Regions from separate parts of the Arachis hypogaea genome. Here region 2 is linked to region 1. The links are chromatin contacts, called in public Hi-C maps. All regions are on one chromosome and are shown on one strand. Each heading gives the region's core, a stretch centred on a gene start, on an enhancer-like site or on the middle of the called end of the contact. The rest is flanking DNA. Distances are from core to core; before and after follow the strand shown.

Region 1 (6,466 bases), core at 2,426-4,925:
TATAATTGTTATTATTGTTTAATTTATATAGTAAAACTCAATAATTGAAAAACTGATTTATGGAATAACTTTTTGAATCTTAATATTTTAATATAATTTTTTAAATATTTCATTTAAAACAAAAGAAATTTTATTTTAATACGAAACATATCTATTTATATAATGTACTAGTGCGGAGTAGCCTGTATTATGCATAGGTATAATGTTTCCTATTTTATTTTATCTCATTGATTTGTGAAATTAAAAGAAAAATTATATAATCTATCTCAAACATATGAAACACACAAAATTTATTATGATCTTTGCACGTATTATGCTTAAGAAGCAATTCGTTTATAATAATAATAATAATAATAATAATAATAATAATAATAATAATTAAGCAACAAATTTTCAATATTTTGTAAAGTTTGGAATTGAAACAAAATTGGTGGATCTTCTTGAATTTTGACTCTAAGTATCACTACCATTATATTCTATATGTAAGTAATACCGTGATGGAAAAAAAAAGATATAGTAAAAAAAATAGTGCTATAACTTTGTTTAGGTTAACATATATAAATTTTGATTTTGAGTATATATATATATATATATATATTCCAACAAAATGTAATAATGTAAGAAAAATGTTTTAGAATAGAAAAGAATAAGAGAGATTTTGAGAAGAATTAAAAGAGAGATAATTTTATTGAAAAAAATTTTAAGAAAAAAAGATATCATTACTAATATTTTGTTTGTCAATTACATTTCTATTAAAATTAGTAGTATCAAAAAATATTTCAAATTTAATATTATAAAAAAAATAAAAAAAAATTATATAAGGACTAGTTTGACTAATTTTTAAAATTTGAGGGATGACTCTTAACATGACACGTCATCATCTAACTGACGGAAGGACTAATTTGATTTACATTTTATCTTTCAGGAACTAATTTGATTAAAAAAATCATTCGGAAACAAAAATAAAGATTACGTGATCTTTCAAAGACGAATTTAAATATTAACCAATTTTATTCTCTATTATTAATTTGTTTTTACGGCTTCAACATTTCTTCAGCTTTATTTTCACTTTATGTTTGATTTATCACCTTAAAGTTTTATTAGATCAAAATTTAAAGAAAAAGTTTGTAAATAACCAAAAATTATTTATAAGTAAAATGTAACTCCACTTTTGATAAATATGTCCCGAGATTTTAAAACATGTTGACAATAATAAATCCTTTTAGTACCCAAAAAATTAATTGAATAAAAATTAATAAATAATAAAATGTGGGTGGAAGCAAAAAGTATAATTTTTAAAAGTTAAATTAAAATTAGAGTATCTTCTAATAATAATAATATTGTTATTGTTGTTGTAGTATAAAAAAGAGGGTTAAATTTATGACATCTTTTAAATTTATATATTTTTAACGTCAAACCAAATTTAAATTAGAGTTACTGTTGAGTTTACAAAATTGATTGTGTAAGAGATAATTTTATTTTATCTTTTAACAATTGAATAGGAATAGAGACAATAAGTTACTTTTGAGTGTATTAATTTGTTATAACTTCTGTGAGATAGATTAAATAAGAGACAATTTTCACTTTATCTCATATCGAAAGAAATCAGAAATAGAATAGAGAAAAAAAAAATGACACAGTCATATAAACAATTTTCACTTTGCGCAATGTTACTTACATTCAGTCTCCACCATTATGGTGAAATTTTCACTATCTTTATCAAAGATTATAAACACTAATTCCTAAGGATTTAACCATATTCTATTAAGGACAAACCAATTAAACTTCTATCCAAACTTGATTTGGCTAGGTTCACTTCCTAGATTTCTAATCACTAAGTGTTCATCCAACTTAGTAAGAGAATCCTCTCAGGATCATGAATATAAAGCAAAAATACATACAAAAGAATTTGACATAATTTTTTATTTTTCTCCAATATTATTCTCTTTGTCTTTTTTTTCAATGGCTTTTACTAATATCTATATATTTGCCTTTTTTTATTAATTGAAAAATAAAGAAGAATAAAACTAAAGAATAGAAAATTTAATGTAAAATCATGAAGAAGAAGAAAGAGGAGGTTAGACTCGAAAGCTATGAAGACCAAATGGTATGTTCACTCTCTTTACTTCAATTTCTGGCCGTTTATCCTTTTAAATAAGAGTAAAGCTTCCAAATTTTGAGATTGGTTGAACATCTTTGACTTTGTTCTTCTTTCCTAAAAGTTAGAGCAGAAACACAGAGAAAAAATGAGACAGCAGCAGTGATTAGAGTTGGCTTGAATTCTTATCTAGCTATTTCTCTTTCTTCCTTTTTCTTTGACTTCAAAAATCTAAAAACATTGATCCATTCTTTAGCTTCAAGTTTTAATTGTGACTTTTGATTTTCAACAAAGATACAAAACTTTCACTTTCTTCTTCTTACCCGAATGGTACATGTATGAAAAGGACAATTTCAATAAACTAGAATGATAACACAAAAATAAAATTATTGCTACGCTGATTTTTCTTCTGATCTAACCTTTGATTTTATTTTTCTTTTAGTTTTAACTTTTGACTTTTTTTTCTCTTTTTTCTTTTCAATGTCAATACTTTATAATTTTTTTTTTTTTTTAATGCTTGAACTCTATTTTAAACATTTCTGTTTTACTTGTGAAATTTTTTTTTTTTTAATTTAGGGTTAGTCACGTAAGTTACAATTAGAAGAAAGAAGAAAGAAGAGAATATTTAGTTAGAATGTTAGATACATTTGACATAGATCAGCAATGAGGATGAGTGCAGTCTATGGTCATTTAAACTTGTTATTAAACATATTAATTTTCTGCATAATAAATACATACATCAGCAACACTTGTAAGCTTTTAACCTAAAACTATAATATTAATCATCACTAAATTAATAATAATAATAATAATAATAATAATAACAATAATAATAATAATAATACATCTTCTTATTCCATAAAAAAAATCAAAATAAAAAAAAGCTCAAAAACAATTACAAACCATTCCCATCTTAGATACTTAAAATCGAAACCTTGACCACACAGATTATATAAGGGCTCCTTCTTCACGTCACACCTCATCATTCTTTTTGTAACATTTATCCATGAGAATTGAGATCCATCAGAAATGCTTTATTTGTCCGATCCATTTGACTATTTGGCCGCAGTTATCCATACAGTAGTAGTGTATATATACTATACATAGTAGCGCTCAAACATTTTGGGTTAAACGTGAACAATTTTTATAATAACTCAAATTGTTAAACTAGAATTTGCTTCTAGCGTTCATATTAAATAGACTTATCTATTAAAATTTTTTTTAAAAAAAATAAATTTTAAATCTTCAGTGTATTTATTGAAAATAAAAATTACAATAATAATAATAATAATGATAATAATAATAATAATAAAGAATTTTAATTCATTCTCTAATTATTCTCTTAATAACTTCTTAAAATAAATCAAAATCGACTTTTTAATTATTTTTTATGTTTCCAAAAGTAATATATATTTGAATGACTTTTTTTATGAATTAGATACACAGTATTTTACTCACAATAATATGTACCTTGAAATCTCATTTTAACTAAAATCTAACTAAAAAAGATAATCATTATTAATTTGAAATTTGATTAGTATGTAGATAAAGACCCATGCCTCCCAACCGTGCGTACTTGTTGCCTCTATATATACCATCTAACTCCAACGTATCCTTCATTAACTTTGAACAAAGAGAACACAACACCGCAAGCTACCCTATTCTTCCATTTAATAATTTCCTCGTTCTCTTCACCCGCAAACTACTGCGGGAACTTGAATAATCCTTTGTTATCATCACCAATTAAAGAAGAAAAAGCTAGCTAAGGCGCTATAATAATATTGTATGGAGATTAGTGCTTCTATATCTACCTTATTATTATTACTATCATGGATGTGCTTCCTCCTCTTGTTCTTATTCTTCTTCTCAAATCTTCTAACAAAGAAACGAGACAAAGTCGAAAACGTAGCTAATAAGCCTAAGCTTCCACCTGGTTCAATGGGTTGGCCTTACGTTGGAGAGACTCTTCAGCTTTATTCGCAGGACCCTAACATCTTCTTCGCGTCCAAACAGAAAAGGTTCTTAAAACTATCAAAGAATAGGTTCTGTTAGACATAAATAAATAAGTTTATTGATATTATTACTAACCTATTTATTGTTCGTATGGTGTGCAGATATGGGGAGATTTTTAAGACACACATACTAGGTTGTCCATGCGTGATGCTGGCGAGTCCCGAGGGTGCGCGGTTTGTGTTGGTGACACACGCGCACTTGTTCAAGCCAACATACCCAAAAAGCAAAGAGAAGCTCATAGGTCCTTCTGCATTGTTCTTCCACCAAGGCCACTACCATACCCTTATAAGGAAGCTTGTCCAGAACTCCCTATCCCCCGACACCATCCGCCGACTCATCCCGGACATCGAGACCGAGGTTGTTTCCTCCTTGGAATCCTGGGTCTCCGCCGGAGACGTCGTCAACGCCTTCCAAGAAATGAAAAAGGTTCCTTTCATTACTTACTTTCTAAAAATATAATCATTCATGTACATCTTCTCTTAACAACAGTATATTTTTGATGTGATGAATGCGATAATAATAAAAATAAAATTAAGGTATCCATTAATATTGTCTCTTTTGATGATTTAATTTTATTGCATTGCGTTAGATTTGGATTTGGATTTTGTTATTATTTGTTGATTCGTTCCTCATAAATATATGGGTCCTCCATTATTATTGTAAGGTCATGATCTATATTATTGATTTTTCTAACTCACTTGTTGACAGTTCTCTTTCAACATTGGGATCCTCTCAGTGTTTGGTAACTTGGAAGGAAATTATAGAGATCAGCTTAAAGAGAACTACAGCATAGTTGAGAAAGGCTACAATTCTTTCCAAACAATGATTCGTGGAACTTCATACTCCAAAGCACTCTTGGTAAGCTTTTTCTACATTATTTTCTTTTAAAGAAAAATAATCAAAAGTCTTATTACAATTGAAACCTACTCATCTTTTTCTTTTAACATTTTTAATTTGACAGTATACAACCTGTATTTTCCATGTTTATGTAATATGGTTGGGTTTTTAAGAAAAAAAAAGCAGTTAACACTTACAGTAGAACTTATTACAATTGAAAAATTAAAAAGAAATAAAAACAAGTAAAATGTTCCATTCTTCACGTATTTAATGTTTTCTCTTTTTTGTTTAAATATGTTAAAGGCTAGGAAGAGGATCAGGGAGATAATAAGTGAAATAATTAGCAAGAGGAAGGAGCAAAGATTGATGGAGAAGGATCTATTGGGTCACATGTTGAACTACAGAGATGAAAAGGGGAAAACATTAACGGATGAACAAATAGCAGATAACGTTATTGGGGTTCTGTTTGCGGCTCAGGACACAACAGCAAGTGTTCTAACATGGATTCTCAAATATCTTCATGATGACCAGAAACTTCTTGAAGCAATCAAAGTAAGTTATTAGTTCATCAAGTTTAATTTTTCATGTTTTGCTTTTTGTCCCCATGGAAAGATTTTCCAAATCTATGTAGGCCATAATAAATTAAACCGTTGAAATTATTTATTTATTTATTTATTGATGAGTCAACAGTATAATATAATGGGATTACACTGTATGAATTGTAGGCAGAGCAGATGGCGGTATATGAAGCAACTGAACAAGGGAAGATGCCATTGACATGGGGTCAAACCAGAAATATGCCATTTACTCATAGGGTACGTCATAAATACTTTTTGCTTTTACTAACCTATACGTACTATTTCTTCTGTTTCAAATTAATTTTCTCTTCTTATTTTGAAAAAGTATAAGTAGATAATAAAAATATTAAACAACGTGAATAATAGATATATCTAATATTCATTTTATTAGGTATGCGGATGGTTATTCTAATATTAAAATTTAAGTAGGTGATTTGAAAGTATAGTGTGTTTTGATTTGATTGATAATTGTTTATGTTGTTCAAAAAAATTATTAGTTACCTAACATTTCTCTTTTATTTTTGCTTTTTATAAATTAAATATTATTAATTAATTTTATTTATCAAATAAAAAAAGAAAATAATATAATTTTTTTTTTATTTTTTCTTTTAGTTATTTATATTTTTAATAAAAATTAATAATTATCTTAATATTTATGCAAAATTAAAAAACAGTTAATGTGAAATGAAAGGGATATATTTATTATTTACTAATTTAAATATTTTTAATTTGTGATTAATTTATGTAAAAATGTTTAGGAAACACTTGTAGATATAATTTGTTAATGTGGTTGTTTAAAAAAGTCTTTATTGCAATATTTCTCTTAAGATTTATTATTTCCAAATAAACTCGTACGTCTATTAAAGTTGTTCTATTAATTAATATAACAAGAGGAATGCTAGGAGCAGCAATTTTGATATTTTGTAACCATCAATTGGTT
Region 2 (6,466 bases), core at 2,024-4,523, 150 kb before region 1:
TAATATAAAAATTCAATTTTTATTAACTCTTAAAAGAAAAAAAATTGAAGTAATTGAAGTTTGTACCAATTTTATAATATGATTATGTTGACTACTACATGCAATGGCAAGTAATTGAAGTTTGTACCAATGAAATCTGAAGGGACTAAACCATTGCTGAACCTCCCATTAGGTTTATATCCTCCAGCAGCAAAGTCTCTACCATATGGTGGGAAATTGCATTTGGCAATAGTTTTGATGAAGTTGTTGTTACCTGTGTCCACTATGGAGTCCCCAAACACAAAGATGGCTGGGATAATTTCATTCTTCTTTCCTAGATTCTGTTATTCACAGCTTATACCTTTGACACAACATGAAATAATAACAAGAATGACTATAGCCAATTGGGGATTATGAGAAACATGATAAGGAATCGCTTCAAAGACAAACCTCATCATCTTTAATTTTGAGACTAGAACAATGATTGTGTATATATATTATTGCAAGCTATTTATAAAAAAGAAAATGCAGCAATCAGAAAGGACATGATAGAATGACCAAGCTTTAAAATTATATTAAAAGAAATAAAATTGAATTTGAGCACTAGATTTTCAAATTGAAAGATCAAAACATTGAAGGATGCACTGTTTGTTTCCAACAAGTATTTTACCTTTAAGTCACGATGTAATACATAATTTGAATCTAGATATTTCACCGCTAAGAGTAATTGTGCAAACCACTTGCAGAGTTTCTGAGAATGTCAAACACTTTCAATGTGAGCAAACCAAAATAACTTAAGGGGAAAAAAAATCCAAGATGTAGAACATTCAAATATATCTGCATTCATGAGACAAGAATACCTCCTCCGAAAAGTATACCCCCATTTGATTTTTTCATCAATGCAGCCCTGTTAAAGATTTGAAGAGAAGACAAGATACAACAAACTTACAAGTTATTGGTCATGCAGAATTTCTTAACTTATTGACCAGCAAGTTCATAGGTACGATAATTGACTCACATGTCTCCACCTTCACAGTATCCAGTAACAATGCAGACAAAGCAACCCTACAATACAAGTAAGATGAGCTTAGCATAATAGAACTATTTATTGTTTACAACACATTGCAATTATTAAGAAAATTGTTAAGAGAAATTAAGTGTTTGTATGTATGATGATAACATAGAGAAACTCAATAAGGGTCAAGAAAATTCACCTTCTCAACCCAAGCCTCTTTGCATTCCACAATGTACGGGTGCCGAATTCGAGCAATAAGAACCATTTAGAATTCCCAATACAGGCTACAATGGTCAAATCCTCAAGGCATGAAGCAAATCAACAACAAGCAAGTTCTAAGGGAAAACAAAAAAACCGCCAAAAAAATGTACTTCTTGATGTGCAGCTCTCCTGCCATCAATATTCAAACAACTACAAATAAAAGTATGACATGCCTTGTACACCTTGCTTCATTGGTGTTTCCTTGCATCACAGGCTAAAATTACTACCATGCACAACTCAAAAACTTAAAAAAGACAAACTGAGTGAAAAAGTGAATAATAGTACATACGTGCAAGTGTAGAGCTTCTCGTTAATCAACCTGAAATGACCACCTGACAAGCTTGCTTTCATCTACAACGACCAAACAACACACCATTATTCAATTAGAAAATCTCAAATTATTATTTTAGAATAACGTGATAATAAATTCAACATAAAAAGAAAAAAAAAGGCTAAGAATTGTGACTTGCTTTATCCAGAAAAGTAGAGGATATGGATGGTTCCTAGGACTTTCTGAGCTTAGCGGTATCCGCAGTAAATCGTTGCTCGTCTTTACTCTTGTTGTTTCATTTCTTTCACTCACTCTTCATCATTTTCTTATGAACTATTACCACATTTTCTTATGAACTCGATGTGCCGAGCCTTTATAAACTCGATGTGCTCAACAGGTGGAGGCTTGAGATCCATAATCAAAGCTGCACTTTTTACCCTCTGCTCTTGCATCTGAGGATTCACTGCAAGTACAAACCAAAAAGAAAAGCTATACTGTTCAGGATACATATACAACATCCTTCACCTCCAAAGAATAAGAAAATAGTTGGAATTTAGAATGAAAAAACCATTTATGGAATAGTAGCTTCAAAAGGATGATAATGCAAATGACTATTGTAGCATAAAGAAAATTTGTTCCTATGTAAAAAATAGTGAATATGAATTTCCAAATCATAATTCCCTCACGCTGGCCTTCTAATCACTTCTACTATATAGCTACGACCTCATTGCCTCTAAATATTAATATTGAACAAAGATTGGGCCAGATTTAAGCATACTTTATTAGATTAGGTTCAACAAAGAAAGCAAATTACATGATTAGAAAATATATTTGGAAACAAAGAGGTATAGAAAAGAATTCACCATTAGTAGTTCCATGAGGAAGGCTCCCACTAGAAGTTCTTGTAACCTTTTCCTTCCCCTTTTGCTTTCGGACATAGAAGAAAAGAGCAAGTATCAAAATAACAGCCACCAATATTGAACCTATAATAATGCCTATAATAGCCCCTGTGGTCAAGCCATTATTGCTATCAAAACTTTCATTATCAGATACCCGTATTTTGTTATGGGAACCAGATCCAGAGCGACGGTGACTATTGTGAGACCTGCTGGGTGGAGGAAATTACAGGATGGATACCAAGACTGTTATGAATTTCAAAGAAGTTTGAAATATCGAAGGGAAAAATGATATCGCAAAAAAAAATTAAATTACCAAAATCTGAAACCGATAACGTCATTGGGCAAAGAAAATACTCGAAACTTTGATTCTAAATCAATGAATTACGAGTTCAACCTGCAATAAGTGCATGCGATAGGAATCGGAACTAAGAAAAGCGGAATCCAATGTGGGAGAAAAATTGATAAGAGATATGGGAAAAGGATGCAATAGAACACAAATTGGGAGCACAAAAATCAGAATCGAGAGAGAATTAACTCATATCTGATTACTAGAGCGCGATTGAGTTCAATCAAAATCAGCACAACCTTGTCCGAGAAAAAGGATTTAGAGCGCGATTAAGATTGAGATGAAAACTGGAAAGAAATTTGAGTGATGAAGAACCTGGAATGATGGAGAGTGAGAGCGAGAGCGAGAGCGAAATCGAGAAGAAGAAGAAGAATGAGAAGATTGGTGTGCGGTTCTCATTTCTCATTGAGAATAAGGCACTGAGAGTGGTTTTGTGTGAGGAGAGTGGCGAGGCAGAGAGTCATGTTTTTGAGTTTCATGGTTTAGGTTCCTTTTGTTTTTTTGTTATTTTTTAAATTTTAGCTTTCTTTTAGTGGCAATAGTTGAAATGGCCACTGTAATTTATAGTATTAATGGTAAATATATATTTGCCACTAAATAATAATTTTAAAAAGAGAAATTGTGGCAATAACATTATTGCCGCTAAAAGTTTGTCGCTAAAAATTTTTTTTCTTGTAGTGTCACGTAATAATTTTATATTTCTAATTATATAATAAAATTGCATCGTTTAACTTGGGTCACACGAATAATAATCGAGTTAACCCACATAATAAAATATATAAAATTGTTAATTTTTAAAGAATAACTATTAATTTCTAAAATAAATATGAAAGAATATTAAATTTTTATTTTCGATATAAAAAATGTAATACGTAAGACTGAAAGTAAGAACTAACTCGTTTAACAATGGCAAAATAAAATAATACTGAAGATGAAAAAATATGCCGAACAACCACTTGTTATCAAGAATCCAATATCAATTGAGTAGTCTGTTCTATAGTTAGTTTCAGCTAACCAATTCTACAGTCAGTTAGATAGAATACCCCTAACAAAAAAACAATAAAAAATATAAAATATAAAAATTAATTTTTATTCAGATAACATAAACTAATTTTAGAATCTAAATTTATAATTTAATATTCAGAATTAAAAATTTATGATTTAAGGTTTATAATTTAAGATAAATAAAATAATTTTAAAAATATTAGTTAAAAAAAATAATTTCCTAAACATTACTCAAAAAAAATATCTATTGTACCAAACAAGTTGAGTCAGCAAACTCTAACTACCTAACTGACTAACCACTATTATTATTAGCGCTATAGCTAATAGCCCAAGTAAAAACTCAAGTAAAAAAACTAATAAGGTCACCATGCTGATTGCAAAAGTTTCATTGCGCATGGTTGTAATATGGAACCACATTTTAAATGTTGAATTTATGGACGTAACGAAAATAAAGATGTTTCCATGAAGAAGTGCAAAGTGAGCATTGTCTATTTGGATCCCTCTAGCAGCTAGCTAGGGGCCCAGTTTCATATGTAATAAGAGAATGTGAATGTGCATGGCTTTCATGCACTAGGCAATAGTAATGGGTTTAGTTTGGTGGGGAGCATGACGCACATATATATATTTCATTCCCACTTGGTCTACCAAGTACTTGTATATACGTAGCTATAGAAATAGTCACTACGCTGTTACCATTAACGCTATGCTTAATTGGGATTATATATAGGTGTAGTTCGAATTATGTTCTCAGAAAATTTACCGGTAAATAAATATGTACCGGTTTGATATCAATAATGTATTCAGTGGCGGAGCTTGAAACGAAATTTTGGGGGGCCAGATAGAAGATAATTGTCAAGATACTTTTGATATGGACCCCATTTAAGATAAGCTCGTCTAACTTCATCTCTCTGATTTGGGTGATATTGTAAAATTTGAAGCCGTTTTTAATGGTATCGTTCCAAAGAATTAAGGTCAAACTCATCAGATGCAACTCTTTAAACTTTTAAAGGTTGTATCTTACTTTCTTCATGATTCATTAAAGTAGAAGAACTATTTACAGGTGTTGATATTGTAAAAGTTATATATTTTCCTTCTTAAATATTAGCCTTTCTCTTAAAAAATGCATCATCAACTCTTTGATTTTTTATGATTATTTTATATAAAAATTTGAATATATATCCGGTAAAATATGTAAAAAATAAATTAGAAGGACAAATATTAAAATTTATAATATTTATTGAATTTTTTATCAATTTATACAAATACAATAATATCAATACTTATTGAATATTCTAATCTTTTTTATCATATACAAAATTAAATTAAATAAACAGTAAAATATAAAATAATATTAAATTACATAAATAAAAAATACCTAATTTTTTATATTTGAACTTAAAGGTAGAGGGAGTGTTGCTTATTGAATAGAGAGCTGCGAAATACGAATACACTCAATTTAGTCCAAATCCAATATATTTTGAATGTTTAAAACTGAAAACTATTGTGTAATAAAAACAAGAGATGAAGATTGAACTTTGATATTTTAAGTCATAATAACATATTTGAGCCAACTGAATTATTTTTTATTTTTTGAAAAAATATTACTAATTTTTTTAATAAAAGTTTGGGGGGGCATGGCTACCCCTTGTCTGAACTAAGCTCCGCCACTGAATGTATTACAATACGATTAGGTATAGCTTAAATTTATCTTTTAAAGAGTCCTTTATTACATTAGTTTAAAAAATTAAAATAAATACATTTAAATAAATGTAATATTTTTAATTTAAAATACAAATTTAAAAATAATTTTAAATAAAATTTAAATTCAACAATTTAATTTTAAATCTTCTAAATCTTAACACATCCCAAAACATCCCTTAAATATCTTAAAATACAGGTTTTATTCCATTAAACCTTTCACCAGCTCATAAAAGCTTGATCTGCAGCGCCTCACACTCCTCCTCCGTTACCACGCTCCTTCCCCGACCTGCGCTCCTCACCTGCCCCATGCTCTTCCCTCGTTGCCTTCCTCCCTCGAGCCGTGCTCCTCTGTCGCGCCGTGCTCCAATCCCCTGCCGGAATTTGGATGTATAACGCGCTCTTCGTCTTTTTCACTTCTTCTAGTAAAAGATTCGATCTTTTTAATATATGTTTTTGTTTGTATTTGAGGGAGAAAGCTTTATTCTTATAAGAATGACTTTGAAGCTATCATAGCTAAATAAACATAGTAAGTGCTATCTTTACATTCATCTTTTTATAATTTTTGATAATTTTAGATGTGTTTACAAAATATTTGATTTGTTATTTGTTATTTTAGATGTGTTTACTTAATTTTACTAAAGAAATTTATATTGTATGTATTTTTGAATATGTGTTTTTAAAATATTTTATTTATTATTTATTATTTTGAATATGTCTTGAATATAATTAAAAATTATACCATAAATCAAATCACTTTTTTCGAAAGACACCACTAAAAAATTATAAATAACGCTTTCCGGCCTCTTGTGGTAAAAAATGCTATCTTTTTAAATTTATATTTTTGTTTGTATTCGAGGGAGAATGTTTCATTCTTGTATAGAATGATTTTGAGGCTATCATAACTAAATAAACATAGTAACTGTTATCTTCACGCTTGATAATATCCATCTTTTCATGATTTTTGATATATCCATCTTTTCATAATTTTT

What was found. Hi-C and Micro-C count contacts between places; a contact is called where the count stands out from the background.
Region 2: a Hi-C map of leaf shows a contact between it and region 1, with 3 times the contacts expected there. The contact joins the promoter of LOC112782984 here to the promoter of LOC112785268 in region 1. A contact is called at or near these places in 2 of 8 Hi-C or Micro-C datasets (leaf and an unstated tissue).

Annotation. Positions count from the first base shown.
Region 1 is chr20:50,103,761-50,110,226 of arahy.Tifrunner.gnm2.J5K5, reverse strand. LOC112785268 (abscisic acid 8'-hydroxylase 4) reads left to right here and starts at 3,675. Exons shown (of 9, transcript XM_025828726.2): 1 at 3,675-4,116; 2 at 4,213-4,537; 3 at 4,820-4,969; 4 at 5,252-5,500; 5 at 5,674-5,763. The coding sequence starts at 3,884.
Region 2 is chr20:50,251,799-50,258,264 of arahy.Tifrunner.gnm2.J5K5, reverse strand. LOC112782984 (AP-4 complex subunit mu-like) reads right to left here and starts at 3,273. Exons shown (of 14, transcript XM_072231459.1): 1 at 3,087-3,273; 2 at 2,739-2,819; 3 at 2,390-2,631; 4 at 1,726-1,989; 5 at 1,194-1,606; 6 at 998-1,044; 7 at 840-886; 8 at 650-730; 9 at 128-340.